Regions from separate parts of the Mus musculus genome. Here regions 2 and 3 are each linked to region 1. Evidence: chromatin contacts called from public ChIA-PET and HiChIP or PLAC-seq data. All regions are on one chromosome and are shown on one strand. The core of a region is the stretch at or near the end of the contact, and the rest is flanking DNA. Distances in the headings are between cores, read along the strand shown. Region 1 holds the start of Eomes (eomesodermin). Region 2 overlaps Zcwpw2 (zinc finger, CW type with PWWP domain 2). Region 3 holds the start of Vill (villin-like).

The links. ChIA-PET counts read pairs in DNA pulled down with a chosen protein or histone mark. HiChIP or PLAC-seq counts read pairs in DNA pulled down with a chosen protein or histone mark.
Region 2: a contact with region 1 is called in an RNA polymerase II ChIA-PET map of memory CD8 T cells, with 34 read pairs. The contact joins the enhancer-like site here to the promoter of Eomes in region 1. A contact is called at or near these places in 2 of 39 promoter capture datasets (both in liver) and 1 of 115 datasets of contacts at active chromatin or transcription factors (memory CD8 T cells).
Region 3: a contact with region 1 is called in an H3K27ac HiChIP or PLAC-seq map of extraembryonic endoderm stem cells, with 2.9 times the contacts expected there. The contact joins the promoter of Vill here to the promoter of Eomes in region 1. A contact is called at or near these places in 2 of 115 datasets of contacts at active chromatin or transcription factors (extraembryonic endoderm stem cells and pancreatic cancer cells) and 1 of 9 other capture datasets (embryonic stem cells).

Annotation. Positions count from the first base shown.
Region 1 is chr9:118,475,421-118,480,086 of GRCm38.p6, reverse strand. Eomes (eomesodermin) reads right to left here and starts at 1,898. Exons shown (of 6, transcript NM_010136.3): 1 at 541-1,898. The coding sequence starts at 1,427. Gm33408 (a long non-coding RNA gene) reads left to right here and starts at 1,439. Exons shown (of 5, transcript XR_871338.1): 1 at 1,439-1,527.
Region 2 is chr9:117,925,947-117,930,689 of GRCm38.p6, reverse strand. Zcwpw2 (zinc finger, CW type with PWWP domain 2) reads left to right here. Exons shown (of 9, transcript NM_001378466.1): 8 at 1,509-1,606. Among named protein-coding and RNA genes, the nearest start is that of Azi2, 110 kb to the left of the region's middle. Within about 2 kb of position 3,024, at least 69 of the 459 cell types and tissues checked have an H3K27ac peak or open chromatin away from gene starts, as enhancers often do. A contact at or near this core is called in memory CD8 T cells, where this site is marked.
Region 3 is chr9:119,050,105-119,055,067 of GRCm38.p6, reverse strand. Vill (villin-like) reads right to left here and starts at 2,290. Exons shown (of 20, transcript NM_001164567.1): 1 at 2,240-2,290.

The DNA.
Region 1 (4,666 bases), core at 649-3,148:
ACTCCTCACTTCCTCAAGAAGTAGCTGATGACAATTTGAAGGTGTGCCTGAACTTTCTGGTCCCTTCCCCGCAAGCAGAGCCCCCTCCCCCAAACATCTGGCTCCAAAAACTGTCTACCTAGTCACCAGCTCAAACCGACTTCTTTCTGCTCTTCTTACAGAAGAGCCCCACCAAACCAAGGAGCTTTAAAAAGCTTCTTTTCAAACACTTGTGCGCAGGCCGCAGCCAGCTCCAGCTAGCCCTCTTTCGCTATGCAGCCCACAAATCGCCTGCTGCAAACCCAGGAGCCAGCGGGTCACGTAGATCTGCCCTCAAGGGTTCATTCCCAAATTTCCATCTCCGCCTCCTCCTCCTCCCAGTCAATCCCGGTGAAGGTGACTAGAGAGGAGAGTAACGTGGGCTCGGAGCCCAAGCTACAGGTGTGCCTTAGGAAGTAAGGGACACGACTTTGGAGATATGATGTACCACTTAAACACCCTAAGCAGAGCCCGCAGTGTGCGGACAACCAGGCGCCTGGGGTCCCTCCACCCTGCACTCACCTGCCCTGTTTGGTGATGATCATCTCAGTTTGGTGCCGGTGGAATTTGAGCCATAGGGGCCGGTTGCACAGGTAGACGTGGGCGCGGAAGCCGGAGCCAGGCACCCCTAGGCCCCCCAATCCTCCACAAGACCCGGCCGCTGAGGTTCCGGCGTATGGCCCGTAGAGCGGAGAACCCTGGCCGTAGGGATAGGCGCCAGGACCGCCGGCACCACCGCCGCTGCTACCAGCGCCGCTCCCCGAACCCGCAGCGGGGCCGAACTGCGCCCTCGCGGGCGGGCACACGGCGGCGGGGAATCCACCGGGGGGCAGCATGGAGCCGTAGGGGTAGCGCGCGCCATTGGACGCGGGGTACACGGGTCCGTGGGCTGCTCCGGCCGCCGCCGGGTACTGGAAGAGCGAGCAGGGCGCGGCGAGCTCGGAGCCCTGCGGTCCCGGCGACGGGAGGTAGTAGCGCTCGGAGCTCAGGCTGTCCATGGAGTAGCGCGCGGTGGCCGCGGCGGTGGCGGCGGAGGGCAGCTCCTCCTCCGCGCACGGGGAGCCCTTGCGGCCGTCCGGGGGCCCGGGCTTGGCCACCGCCGAGGTGCTCCCGAAGGTGTCCCCAGCGTCCGCGTCACTGAGCATGGCCGCGGGGGCCCCCGCGCCGGCGCCTGCGGGTTCTGCGCTCCCCGCCTGGCACGGGAGACTGCCCGGAAACTTCTTGGACGCTTTGTCTAAGTCCAGCCTCTGGGGCGAGGGGGCAGCACCGGGGAGGAGGCTGACGCTCCCTCCGCCTCCCCCTCCTCCTCCGCCTCCTCCTCCTCCTCCTCCGCGAGCACTCTCCAGCGAGTAGAAGTGCGCGCCGGGCAGGTTCACCGAGCTCACCAGGAGCTGCTCTCCCAACTGCATGCTTTAGCGAATCGCAGACGGCAACCGGCTGCCTCCTCGCCTCCCGCGGCCTGGTTATAAAGGCCAGTTGGGGGAGCCAGCGCCCTCTTCCGAGGGGAAGGTAATGTCCCCTTCCTCCCTCGCCTAGGCTACCCACCTGCGGACCTGCGGGGCGGCTTCAGCGCGCGCCCAATTTAGCGTCCTTCCCTCAAGGGAACAAACTCGGGATTGTAGGTGCCCCTTTCCTTCCGCAAGAAAACAAACCCCGGGTTGTAGGTGTCTCTCTCCTTCCTTCCTTCCTTCCTTCCTTCCTTCCTTCCTTCCTTCCTTCCTTCCTTCCTTCTTTTCTTCCTTCCCTCCTTGTCTAACCTCTCAGGACCCCTACACTCACACTAAGGAAGAAGAGGACTTAGCTCTGAGTTCCCATTTAGCAACCAGCCATTTCCTCTCGGCTGGCTCTGCTAAACTCTAGGCATACTTGACCGCTTGGAAACTTGTGAGCGGTGGTTGGCTGCTTATATATGTGCGGCCAGGGAGGGGCTTCGCAGCCCCATGGCTAGGGGACTTTGCTATTGGCTGTTAGAGGTGACACTAATTCAATTAAGTATTTATTAATTGGATCGGGTCGCCTGCGAGTTTCATTTTCTCTTAGCTTATTTGGCTGTTATTGCTGGTTTGGTGTTTCTTTAAGCGTCTTTGGGAGAACTATATCCCACTGAGAATCAATCCTGGTGTACCCGGTGGCTCTATGGCGCCGGAGAAACGGGTTTGAAGTCTGCGAACATGGTCTACCCACGGCATAGGAATCATTCCTGAGTTCGGGTCTAGTTTGGCAGGTCCCAGAGGCCCGTGAAGGCGTCTTTACAAGCTCCCTGCTCGCAGGAAGGCTCAGGTCCCCGGGGGTGCAAATCTAGGGGAGGGCTGGAGAGCGACCCGAAGTCTCTGCGCACACCCTCCTTCTGACTTCCTGGCCTTCAGCACACAGGAACCGCTTTTTGTCCTGTCCCATCTTTTAGCGTAAAGACTTGGTGGAGAGAAACCTCGCGTTCAGTTTTTGGGATTCCAGAGATGGCAAAAGGATTCCGCGTCTGAATCAGAGACTCCAGCTTCTAGCTTCTGAAGTGGGCTTCTGAAGACCCAACATGAGCCTGACCGGACGAACCAAACACTCAGTATTACAACCGCGCTAAAACACCGGCTTCCCCGAGGCCGTCACTTTCATTACTCAGAATTCCCTCTGCTCGGTTTTTTCTAAACACTGGATGTTTCCTACCTCCCCCAGCCCCCGCTTTCGCCAACATCTTTGGTGGGGACTGACACTAAGACACAAAGGTTCCCTAGCAGCTGTGCAGTTAAGATTCCCTGCGCCTCTCTGCGGCACAATACAGAAGGCAGAATAATTAGTGAAATAATCAGTTTGATATTGAATTAAGCTCCTTTGCTCCAGCTGCCTGTTTTTCCCCCCTGCGTTTCCGCAAACAGTCAAGGACGGGGCCGTCATATTTTATTGTTTTATTATTACAGAAGGGGGAACACGTTTCGTTGACGATGAGAAGCCTGTACATTCTCCTCTAATAAGCAATTACGGACGCCTGCAGTAGTCGCTCCAGGAGCGCATTTTCCGGTCGAGATGTAGGGACTCTGCTTCCCCCAACCCAATGCGATCACACGGGAAACTTTTGCCGAGAACAGATGAGGTGGCCGCGGGATCTGCTAAGCGCTCAGACGCCAGCAGCAGATCCGCGCGAAGCTTTCCAACCTGGGTCCAAACCCCGCGAATCACGAACGTGGGCACGCCCGTGTTAGGGAGTGGAGCGATCCTTCATGGACTTGGATGCTGTGTGGGGTTTTGATAGAATAGCGTAGTGGGTCTTGGGCGCTCGCAAAGCTTTTCAAGTGTTTTGGAACAACAACCTTGTCAATTTTGGCTCAGAGAACTCGGGCTGACATCCTGCGCGATCAGTCCAGAGATCCCAGCTCCGATTTGGTCTCGGGCTCCGTCCCGCATGTTTTTGTTTTGTTTTGATGCAGCGAAGCCTTTGGGATTAATTTTTATTCCCCTCAAAGGGTGCGAGATATTGAACGTGAGGATTCCACAAGGGGGATGCGAGTTCCAAGAAAAGGGCCTCACTGCGCTGGGGACTCAACCTGGAGTCTTCGTTAGCCTGGCCCTGAGCTGCAGGATGTCTGAGGGAGATGTAGGTGTGAGACTGAATCTCACGTTATCTGCAGATGGGGTGACTGAAGTTATATGTCAGTTTTGTATTATAACACAGCCAGAAGTAAGGTCCCTTCAAAATACTTTGAAGAGACCGGGGAAACGCTGGCGTGGCACAGTGCCACACAGGCAACGGGCACCGTTCAGACCCACTCTGGCGCAAGTAACTCAGACCAGCTGTCTCCCTAACCACATCAGAATCGGGTTCATTCTATCCTACCCCTAGAGCAAGCTCATGAAGGAAGGCGCATAGGTTCGTTTCTAGTGCCATCAAATTATTAACTCGGTGTAATTCAATCTGTGTAACTAGAATTTGAACGGATTCCTGGAACCCCACCTCAGTAAATACACTTTCATCCGATTTCTGACACATTTTACAGAAATAAAGATAAATCCAAAAAGAATCAAAAACAAGAGCGCTAGGAAAGTCTTTTGGGACCTGGGATTTTTGAGATATGGGAAGTTTATTAGGGTTAACATTAGTGTTGTTAGGACGCATTAGTGTAACTGTCAGATCGTGAAGACTTTCCCTTTAAAATGGTGAAAAGCACCGTTTCAACTAAACATATTTTTCCTAGCTTCATAGAGACAAAAAAATCAAATATTTTATGTTAATTAACTTACATTTTATTACTGATACTTCTGGACTACATTAGTCCCAAGTTCTGGAACACGGTGGAGGACAAATCTATGATTTTCTACTTGGGATGGGCTTTTTTTTTTTTTCCTGGCTCATTAATACTTATAGAGAAAGAGAGATAAAAATCAATGTTTTCTGGTGTCTCAGGCACACTTTAAAATCCAAGACCTCTTTTCCAGAAGTAAGAAGAGAAAACAAAGCGAGGGCACATGTCAGGCAGCACCTCCTGTAGCCTGGGTGCACAAACAGCAGGACCTTCCATGCTGTATGCTGTTTGATTTCAATTACACCCCAAGCTTCATGAAATCCAAGCGAGACATTTATTGAAAGGTGCCTGGTTTTCCGTGGCTTAACGGACAGTGATACATTGAACAAAAACATCAACAGTGGGGAGGAGATCCC
Region 2 (4,743 bases), core at 1,775-4,274, 550 kb after region 1:
TGGAATTTACTCTGTAGACCAGGCTGACCTTGAACTCAGAAATCTACCTGCCTCTGCCTCCCAAGTGGCATGTGCCACCACTGCCTGGCAATATCTATCTATCTATCTATCTATCTATCTATCTATCTATCTACTTAATATATATGAGTACACTGTCACTGTCTTCAGACACACCAGAAGAGGGCATCTGATCTCATTACTGATGGTTGTGAGCCACCATGTGGTTGCTGGGATTTGAACTCAGGACTTCTGGAAGAGCAGTCAGTGCTCTTAACTGCTGAGTCATCTCTCCAAGCCCCAACTTCATGAAATTCTTAGGCAAATGGATGGAACTAGAAAATATCATCCTGAGTGAGGTAACACAGTCACAAAAGAACACACATGGTATGCACTTACTGATAATGGATATTAGGAAAAAAGCTTGGAATACTCATGATACGACCGACACTTATGGGGGGAACAAAATAATCACAGGAGAAAGAGGATTGGAAGGACTTGGTAGAAAGAAAGGAGAGGGAGAGGAAAAGGGGGCCAGGATCCGGTGTGGGAGGAGACAGAGGAGACATACAGAGGGTCAGGAAATTGAACAGAGGTGTGTAGCCATGGGAGAAAGGGAACTGGGGGTAGCCTACAGAGAGTAGCAGTTGCCAGGAAAGCAAGCAGCTCCCAGAACCCAACTTGGATGGATGACCTTAGCTGAAATACCCCACAAAGGGGAGAGAGAACCTGTAGAGACCATATCCAGAGGTTAGGCATGGATCCCGAAAGAGAGATGGGGCCACCCACCCGTCTCAGAATTTTAACCCAGAATTGTTCCTGTCTAAAGGAAATTCAGGGACAAAGTGTGCAGCAGAGACTGAAGGAAAGGCCATACAGAGACTGCCCCACCTAGGGATCCATCACACATGCAGACACCAAACCCAGACACTATTGCTGATACCAAGAAGTGCTTGCTGATAGGAGCCTGATATGTATGTCTCCTGAGAGGCTCTGCTAGAGCCTTACTGATACAGATGCTTGCAGTCAACCATCAGACTGAGCACAGGGACCCCAATGAAGGAGTTAGGGGAAGGACTGAAGGGGTTTGCAGCCCCATAGAAAGAACAACAATATAAACCAACCAGACCCCCCACCCCCATCCCAGAGCTCCCAGGGACAAAACTAGTAACCAAAGAATACACATGGAGGGACCCATGGCTCCAGATGCATATGTAGTAGAGGATGGCCTTATCTGGCATCAATGGGAGGGGAGGCCGTTGGTCCTGTGAGGGCTCGAAGCCCCAGAGTTGGGGAATGCTAGGGCGGTGAGCCAAGGAGTGGGTGGGTGGGTATGGGAGCACCATTATAGAAGCAGGGGGAGAGGGAGAAGGGAGGGAGTTTTCAGAGGAGAAACCTGGAAGGGGGATAACATTTGAAATGTAAATAAATTAAATAACCAATAAAAAGATTATGAATTAGATGGCATTAACTAAAGATGCAGCTTTTACTGTATTCATGATTTCCTTTAGTTGTCTCTGAGACTGAAGGTTTGCTGAAAGAACTGGAGAAAATGCTGCAACAAATCCAAGAACCCACAGCAAGAGAGGATGAGTCACAGGGAGAGCAGGTTGGTATGCAGAGGCACCACCAGCAGCTTCAGGTTCTCAGACTGATGGGCATTTCAGTCATATACGTACCTTTCTCCACGTCTAAAATCTGAGCCACTGATCATCATGATGTTAATGAACTGGAGGCTGTCAAGAAGCCAAACTATATTCCTGGGAAAATGTGAGATTACACAAAGGTAGTCATTTAACTTTAGATCTTTGGGGTTGGGAATGAAGGAAGATGCAGGGGTTTCCTGTAGCTGAGGTGGACCATTGCAGAGAGACCTGGGATTGGCCATCATGACACAATACTTGACAGAAATGACTAGAAGAGATGTCAGTTCATCTTGGAGGACATGCTGGTGCAGAGCACCGCACACCCAGGTAAGATAGGAAGCAGAAGAAAGAGAAGACAGGAAGGGGCCAGGGCAAGAGAGCACCCATGGGCATGGCCCCAGTACCTACTTCCAGATGCTCTACCCCACCCCCTGCCTGCCACTCCCTAGCTCCCAGTAATAACTCTCCAGCTGTGTTATGAATATGCCATAGAAGTCATGTGTTGGTTAGCTCAGAGTCTTCATGCTCTGTCTCTAGAAAAGCCCAAACTGACATACCTGCTTGCTAAATATCATTAATTCGATGGAGATTTCTTAATTCAGTGAAGTTGACAGTTTTAGATGAATAGCAATATTATTATTATTATTAAAGATAATAATATTATCTTTCCAGGTAAGAGAAGTGAGGTATAGGAGTAGCAGATCCCTGGCACAGGGGAGTAGCTTGGTCAGAACCTTCTCTGTCCCATCTGGGCACTGAAACGTGCATGTCTGGGCTACTGTAAGGCAAAACCTCTCAGTGTTAACAGAGCAGAGGTGGAGCTCACCAGGGCACCCATGTCATCTCCACCACGTCTGGGCTAGCTCCTATTTCCTCTTGTTTTTAACTAATTATGTTATATTCAGAGAGCTGTATGTTCTTACTATCCAATATCTTTGTAAATGGAATGAGAATTTGTGATAGAAAGCTCAGACCATTTATAAAAGGCAGCACTGGGCCAATCATGCATAAAAATCAGTCTCAGGACAGACACTTAACCCTCTGGTATAGTTGTTTCCTAACTAGGAAACAAACGGCAGTGGGAGGTTACATAGGTTTCATTAATTCATTCAGATACATAGTGTGCCCCAGTCAAAGAGACACACCAAGACAGAATCCCCGATATAATCATTGCGATTTTATTGCCTTATTATCATTTGTTAATAACATAAACTTAATGTAATCCAGGTTCTGCAGCTAAGGACTCATGCCACTTAGCAGTTACTCATGCCCTACTTTAGAGAATTGTCTTAGGAGTCAGATACGACAAACGCGCTGTGTCCGAGGTGACAGTGGGCGGTGCTAGTTCTAAGAGGAGAATTCTTAACTTCCTCTCTTGTTTCCCCCATGCTCACCCAGGGACACTACATCTCTGCCAGTTCCTCTCAGTGATAGCTGGATTTAGAAGTGGGTGGATCGTTCATGCATGTCAGACTGCAGGCTTCGGTTAGATCCTTACCCAGTATGAAGACATGGATCCTCCATATTTTTTCTAGCTCTCCTGCAGATAGGGCCTCCCTTGGTGGTGTGGGTTCTCTGTGTAGTAGAGGCTTTCCTCAAACATGAATCCATCTGTCTCAGCTCTAACTCCTAAGAGCTGGAGCCGTAGGTGTTCAGCTAAAGATGAGTCTTTAACGCCTTTCTTCCTGAGTTAAAGATTAAGGAAAGTGTACAGAATGTAGCATCCTAGAGATGAATGTGTTAGAGGAAGTAGACGTCAGCCTTTGCTGAGGTGGAAAACACAGAAAGCTCCCACTCAGTGCCAGCAGCACAGCTGCCCTGATCTGCAGGCTGTGACTCAGCCTACAGTGCATTTCCCACCACGCTTCCCATGTGTGGCTGCACTTGTAGAACAGGATGTGTAGACTGGTGACATGGGTAATAATACAAATTACACACACACACACACACACACACACACACATATATATATGTATATATATGTGTGTATATATATATATATATAATACAATAACAAATAATACATCTATACAATAATACAAATATAAATATACAAATTATTCCTTCTTAGCAATTGTGTGCTCAGTTCAACACTACATGGTTTTATGCAGTGTGGTTTGTGGTTTGTGGTTTGTGGGTTTTTTTCCCCTTTCTTTCTTTTTTAGCCCCAGCGGTTTGTCTTCTCAAAAATACAGCCTGACTGGTTTTTATAGTGACATCCTGGAGTTTTTACAGCCACAGACTGGCCTCCATTTTGCTGTCAGAACTAGTAGCTTGATGGAATAGAAACCACTTTTGATTTATTTTTATTTCTAATGCTAAGATACATAGCTTTAATACAGCCCCAGGTAGGCCTTCTTTTGTTTTAGATTCTTGTATTGTTCTGCACTTTTAAAAGGCATTTAGGAACTATGAGAGTTACTTATTTTAATTTACTGCCAGGTGAGGACCTCCTACAGGCTCTCACTAGCAGCTCCTGATGTCTCTGGAAGTTTCGGGCTTCCTCACTGTTAATGAGGAGAGCAGCCATGAAACCAGCCATTAAAGCTGTAGCAATTTCCACCTTAAAAGTAAAGAAGTAATCACACACCCCTGGGGTTTGTTCTTTTATTTCTTCTTTATTTTCATTGTTTCTGCAAAGAATTAATGTGGCTTCTACTTAAAACTGGAGAAGTGCTTTATGTAGGGATTTTCTTTTTTAGAAGATGCTCCTTGATACACTAAACACACTAAAGAGAGTCAGCAGACAATTCCAAATCTGGACTATGTTGACTCTGAGCAGACACCATGTGAGCCCCTTTCAGAGTTGTGAATTTGCTGTGTTTTTCATTGCTGCCTGTCAGATTTATTTCTTATGATTCCTAAGCATGTGTGCCAGACATGAAGGTAGGAAGAGCACACACCCACTGATGATCAAAGCTCTCTCCTGTGTGCTCTGGCAGATGAGCATCCTCTCCTGAGTCTCCTTCCCAAGGACACTCTAGCTAATACTAACACTGCTTACAGGCCCTGTCTGACTTGGCAACAATGGAGAAGTTAATTAGACCTTTAGAAATCCACCTCATTTTAAAATAGATAATCCATATGCAAATAAGGATGT
Region 3 (4,963 bases), core at 1,041-3,540, 570 kb before region 1:
TTGCAGACGCCTAGACAGGGGTGCTGTCTGCTCTGCAGCCAGGACAGGCTGTGCTAGCGCGTCAGCACCTGGAATAAAAGCAAATCTCATACAGTGGGCAGTGGGGGCAGGGGCACTGTTGAGAGATCTAGATTGAAAACTGGAACCTGCTCCACGGGTGCTACAAACAAGACAAAAGCTCTGTCAACTCAGGACAGAGACTGCATAGGACTGTGACGGATTCTGCAGCAGGCGACAGACTCAGGTGACCTGAGAAGGTTGGGTCAATGAATCATAGGCCTTCCTGATCCAGCCTTGAAAGATGGCTGAACTCTATACACAGGCTCTGCAAATTCCTTGCTCTGAAAATCTGAGTGTGGGGATGGGGTGCAGGGGGTGTGGGGTCAGGGTGCAGGGGGGTTGTAGGGGTGGGGTACAGGGGGCTGTGGGGTCAGGGTGCAGGGGGACTGTAGGGATGGGGTGCAGGGAGCCACGGGGATGGGACGGGGTTCATTCTGTTATCACTATCTGTTATCTCTTCACTGTCCAGCCCTTTGGAAACCGCAAGCAGCCACGAGTTGGATGGGTGTGTAGTTGAAGTATTTTGTTTTTCCTCAATGCAACTTCCCACATCTAACTGAAGTCCTGGCAGCTCGCTAAGCAGACACAGTCACTGGGTTCTGAGTCTCCTGAGTGGGTGGCCCTGGTGCAGCAGTGACTGACTTCCTTTCTCTTAATTTGAACATCCAGCTCTGCTCTACCATAGCAAGAACACCCTCAGACCCGCTGCCCCATGTGACCGTGAGAGGACTTGGCGAGGTAAGAGTTACAGAGCCACAGGTGCCTGAATTCTTTACTCCTTTGTTTAGGGCCCCTGAGGGCTAGGCTCAGGACAAGGTGGCCTGGAAAGAGGGTGTGGCCGGGGGACTGTCCACACTGAGTCACAGCAGAGGAGGCTGTGGGCTGGGCATGTCATGGGAGAGCCTGTGTGCTGTTAGCATGGCTCTCCCGACATGGAACAGAAGGAGTCCATAGATAGTTGTTGATTGACCAAGGGAGTCACCAGGCGTGCCAGCAGCACCTCTAGTTGAGGTCATTGTGTGACAATGACATATATGATGGATGGGCACAGTGGTCACACAATGGTCCTTTCCAGCAACGGAGAACATGGCACACCATGGTGGGTATAGTGACTTGCAACAGGACCCTTCAGCAAGGACAGAGTCTATACATCAAACCAGCTACAGGAAAATGATTAGGGACCCAGACAGACAGAGACCCGAGGCACAGAGCCAGAAGGTAGTGGCCAGGTAGCTCTAAGGGCCACAGTGGAGTGGGAAGGACACCGTCCAACTTCGGGGCCACAGAGAAGAGGAGGGCATATTGGCAGCTGGAAGCAGTGTCTAACCTGGCTTCTCAGAGAGGGGCAGCAGTGGCCCAGGGGTGGCTGGGAAGGAGCCCCAAAACCCACAGCCTGGAGAGTCAGACTGGAGCTGAGCCCCCATCCCTCTTGCTAGAGGAGGCAAGAGAACTTTAAAGCACGGGGTGTCTTTACTCCTCTTACACTTTGTGTTCCCTCCCCTCCCGCTAGAGGTTTCTTCTCTTCCCACGGAGTCACCCGTGGCTCACGAGAGCCCCAGCCCATGTGTGTCCCCTTTTACCAGTACATCCCCCATGGGGACCCCATCTCCCCCACCCCCTGCCCTCCTAGAAGCCCTCTCATTTCCCAGGGTGAAGTTCCTTTCTCTCCGACACTGGCTTTCTCTCTGCCCCTCTCCGCAGGGGCTCTAACCCACTGTGTGTGTGTGTGTGGGGGGGAGGGGGTCCCAGTCTCCTTGGCGGCCAGGCCGCTTGTCTTGTCGTTTGTCGCCTTCCTTCAGGTGACCCTTCTCCCTTCCAGCCGACCCCTCCTCCTGAACAAGGTGTACTTGAGGGTAGACCTCGAGATTCCTTTGCTTAACTTCCAGGAAGGGAGGGCATAGCCTGCTGGAGGGTCGTGAGTCAGGCGAACTGACTCTGGGGGGTGACAGAGAGCCCACCCACGCAAAACCCGCCGCTTCTTCCTCTCACGCTGGCTTGCCACAGTGGTCCTCCTCCACCCACGCGCAGATAGCCAAGCGTTCTCACCGTGGGGCTGCCCTCAATCCTACCAGCCTTCAGCCGCTGTATGATCCCCGAGCCCTAGAACGCCATGCCTTCCCTCTGCGTTCCCAGCAACCCCTCTACCGGGTCCCCCACCCCCACCCCAGTCCAGGCCTACCTTCTGGGAACTGCCTCTGCACCTTCCTTCACTCAGCCTGTGGGCAACACTAGGCCCCTCCCTCCGAACTGTAACTCAATCCCAGCTCCCGCCTTGCAGGACACACCCCGTGCTCTGTGCAGCATGGACAGGGAGGGCATTCAGAGTTAGTCAGTCAATAAATATTGACCAAGCCGTCTGGGAGCCAGCCCCCTTCCCGTGGCCTGGTAGATTACTTCTTCGGTACCAGTGGGCAGAGAAGGCTAGGGGTGGAGGCCTGATCAAGGCTGAGGTGGACTGTGGAATACACCGATTTCTCATTGGGGAGCTCAAGTGGGCAACCGCCCCCCTACCCCCGCGGGTTGGGCTCCTTTTGGATCTAGAGGTTCAGACCACCATAGTGAGTCAAGTGATATGAAGGTCATTTTAGGAGGTGGAGGAAACGCCCGGGGCTGCCTCCCAGAATTTCTGACCCCGACCTCCCATCTCGGGCTGGCTGCCCAGCACAGAGGTCCCCAGGGAGCCTGATATCCATCGTGGGAGAGGCCGGTGGAGTCTACAGCAAGGAGATCCCTTCCACACCCTGGCTGCCCCTCTGTTACTCCTGATTGTGGGATAGGAGGACGCTGGAAATAGAACCTTCCAGAAATGCCTGGGACACAACTTTCCTTTACCTCCTGCCTGTCACAGCACAGATCTCAGTCACAGCCAGCGTCAGCCAGCACATGCCTTCCCTTCAACCCCACTAGATCCTGCCTGCAGACAGTATGCAAGACCTCTCTCTGCAGCGGATTCTTCACTTACAAAGTCTCATGGCTCAGGACTAGACACTCCAGAAACTCTGGGCCAGCCTGTGCCCAGTGGTCAGTGTGTGTATGTGTTTTATTTTGCTTTGTTTTGGTCAGACAGTGTCATACTGTATAGCCCAAGCTGTCCTGAAACTCACAGTCCTCCTGCCTCAGCCTCCTGAGGGTTGGGATAGACAGATGGACATATGCAAGAGACACGGTTGTGGGTTAGCTGTGTGTAAAGGAAGCCTGTGTCACGAGGAACTTGGCTAGTCCTGTGTCTGGCTCACAGTAGAGAGTGTTGGGCTTCCTCTGTGCTCTCAGTCACCTGTCCCCTGTCCCCATGTCCCGTGTCACCATCCCCTTTCCCCTTTCCCAATCTGCTGGACTCTCACTTCTGTGTGGCCAGTGTTGGCTGGTTCCGGTAACACCTTCCCCTTCTTCTCTCTCCATCTGTCTCTTCTGGGGTCTCTAAGGGTCAGCGTGTACACAGCCCAGACCTCAGTCCCTCTCCATTGTCCACTTTACTTGCAAGTTCCAGGCCCAAGGGTGAAAGACCCCTGGTTTCCCAGCCTCTTCCCCTCTCTCATCCCCCGACCCCCCACCTAAACATGGTCTTCTCCCTGGACTGGGTAGTCACATTGCTTCCTGCATACTGCCCTGCTCTGGGAGCCAGCTTCAGCCAGTTGGTGGCATGAGTCACCCTCTGTCTTGGCCTCCCTGGTCCTGCATCTTCCTTCTCACAGCCGCCAGAGGGACTTGGATTACATTTTTGTTGTTCTTGGATTTATTTATTTATTATTCTGTGTGTGTGTGTGTGTGTGTGTGTGTGTGTGTGTGTGTGTGAGAGAGAGAGAGAGAGAGAGAGAGAGAGAGAGAGAGAGAGAACTTTCACAGAAGTCATGGGGTGTGTGGAGTATGGAGGCCATGTGGAGTATGGAGGCCAGAGGGTCACTTGTGGGCTGGTTTCCTCCTTCCACTATGTAGGTCCCAGTGGATTTAACTCAAGTTATGAACTCCTTGAACAGCTGAGGATGACCACAAACTACTTAATGATTATCCTCCTCCAATACTGTGATCACAGTTTACCTTCAGGCCTGGTTCGTTCCCCTCCCTCTCTCCCTCCTCCCCGCTCTCTCCCTCCTTCCCCCTCCCTCCCGCCCTCCTTTTTTCCTTTGAGACAAGGTCTCTCTATATGTAGCCCAGGTTAGCCTCATACTTGTGGCAATCCTCCTGCTTCAGCTTCAGAATGCTGTGATTATAGGAGTGTGCTAGCATTTCCTCCTCCAGGGCCCCACTCATAGTTTTACAACTCATGGTAAGATACGGCCATGCCTTGATATCTGTAAGAAGACTAATTCTGTTCCCCCACGGATATAAGAATGGAAGGCTGCTTAAGCCCGTCACACAAGATGATGAGCTAGTGCTTACACATGGCTCCCTCAGCCTTCCCTACATTCTCAGTCATATCTAGGCCACTTACTGAAGACAGAGTAATGCTGTACACAGTTGTCACACCCAGGGGACAGACAAGGAAAGCAGTCTAACCAAGTTTAGTAATCATAACTTTCTCTCCAGTGGCTTTATTGAAGTTAATCAAATCCACGGCTGTGGAACCTGCAGATAGAGAGAGACAACTGAATACTTCAAGTCTGTCGCTCTCCTGGATCCCGTGGGTGTGGCGGTGGGCTGGAAAGGAGTTAGGCAGATGAGCAGGGGCCGACCATCATCAAAATACATTGTGTCCTTGTTTGGAATCTTAAAGTGCATATATCACATTAAAGTAATAAGCCAGGCAGTGGTGTAGCACACCTTTAATCCTAGCAACCAGGAGGCAGAGGTAGGTGAATCTCTGTGAGTTTGAGGCCAGCCTGGACGACAAAGTGAGTTCTAGGACAGCCAGGGCTATATCTTGGGGAAAAACAAAACAAAACAGAACAAACCAACTCCATCTTGG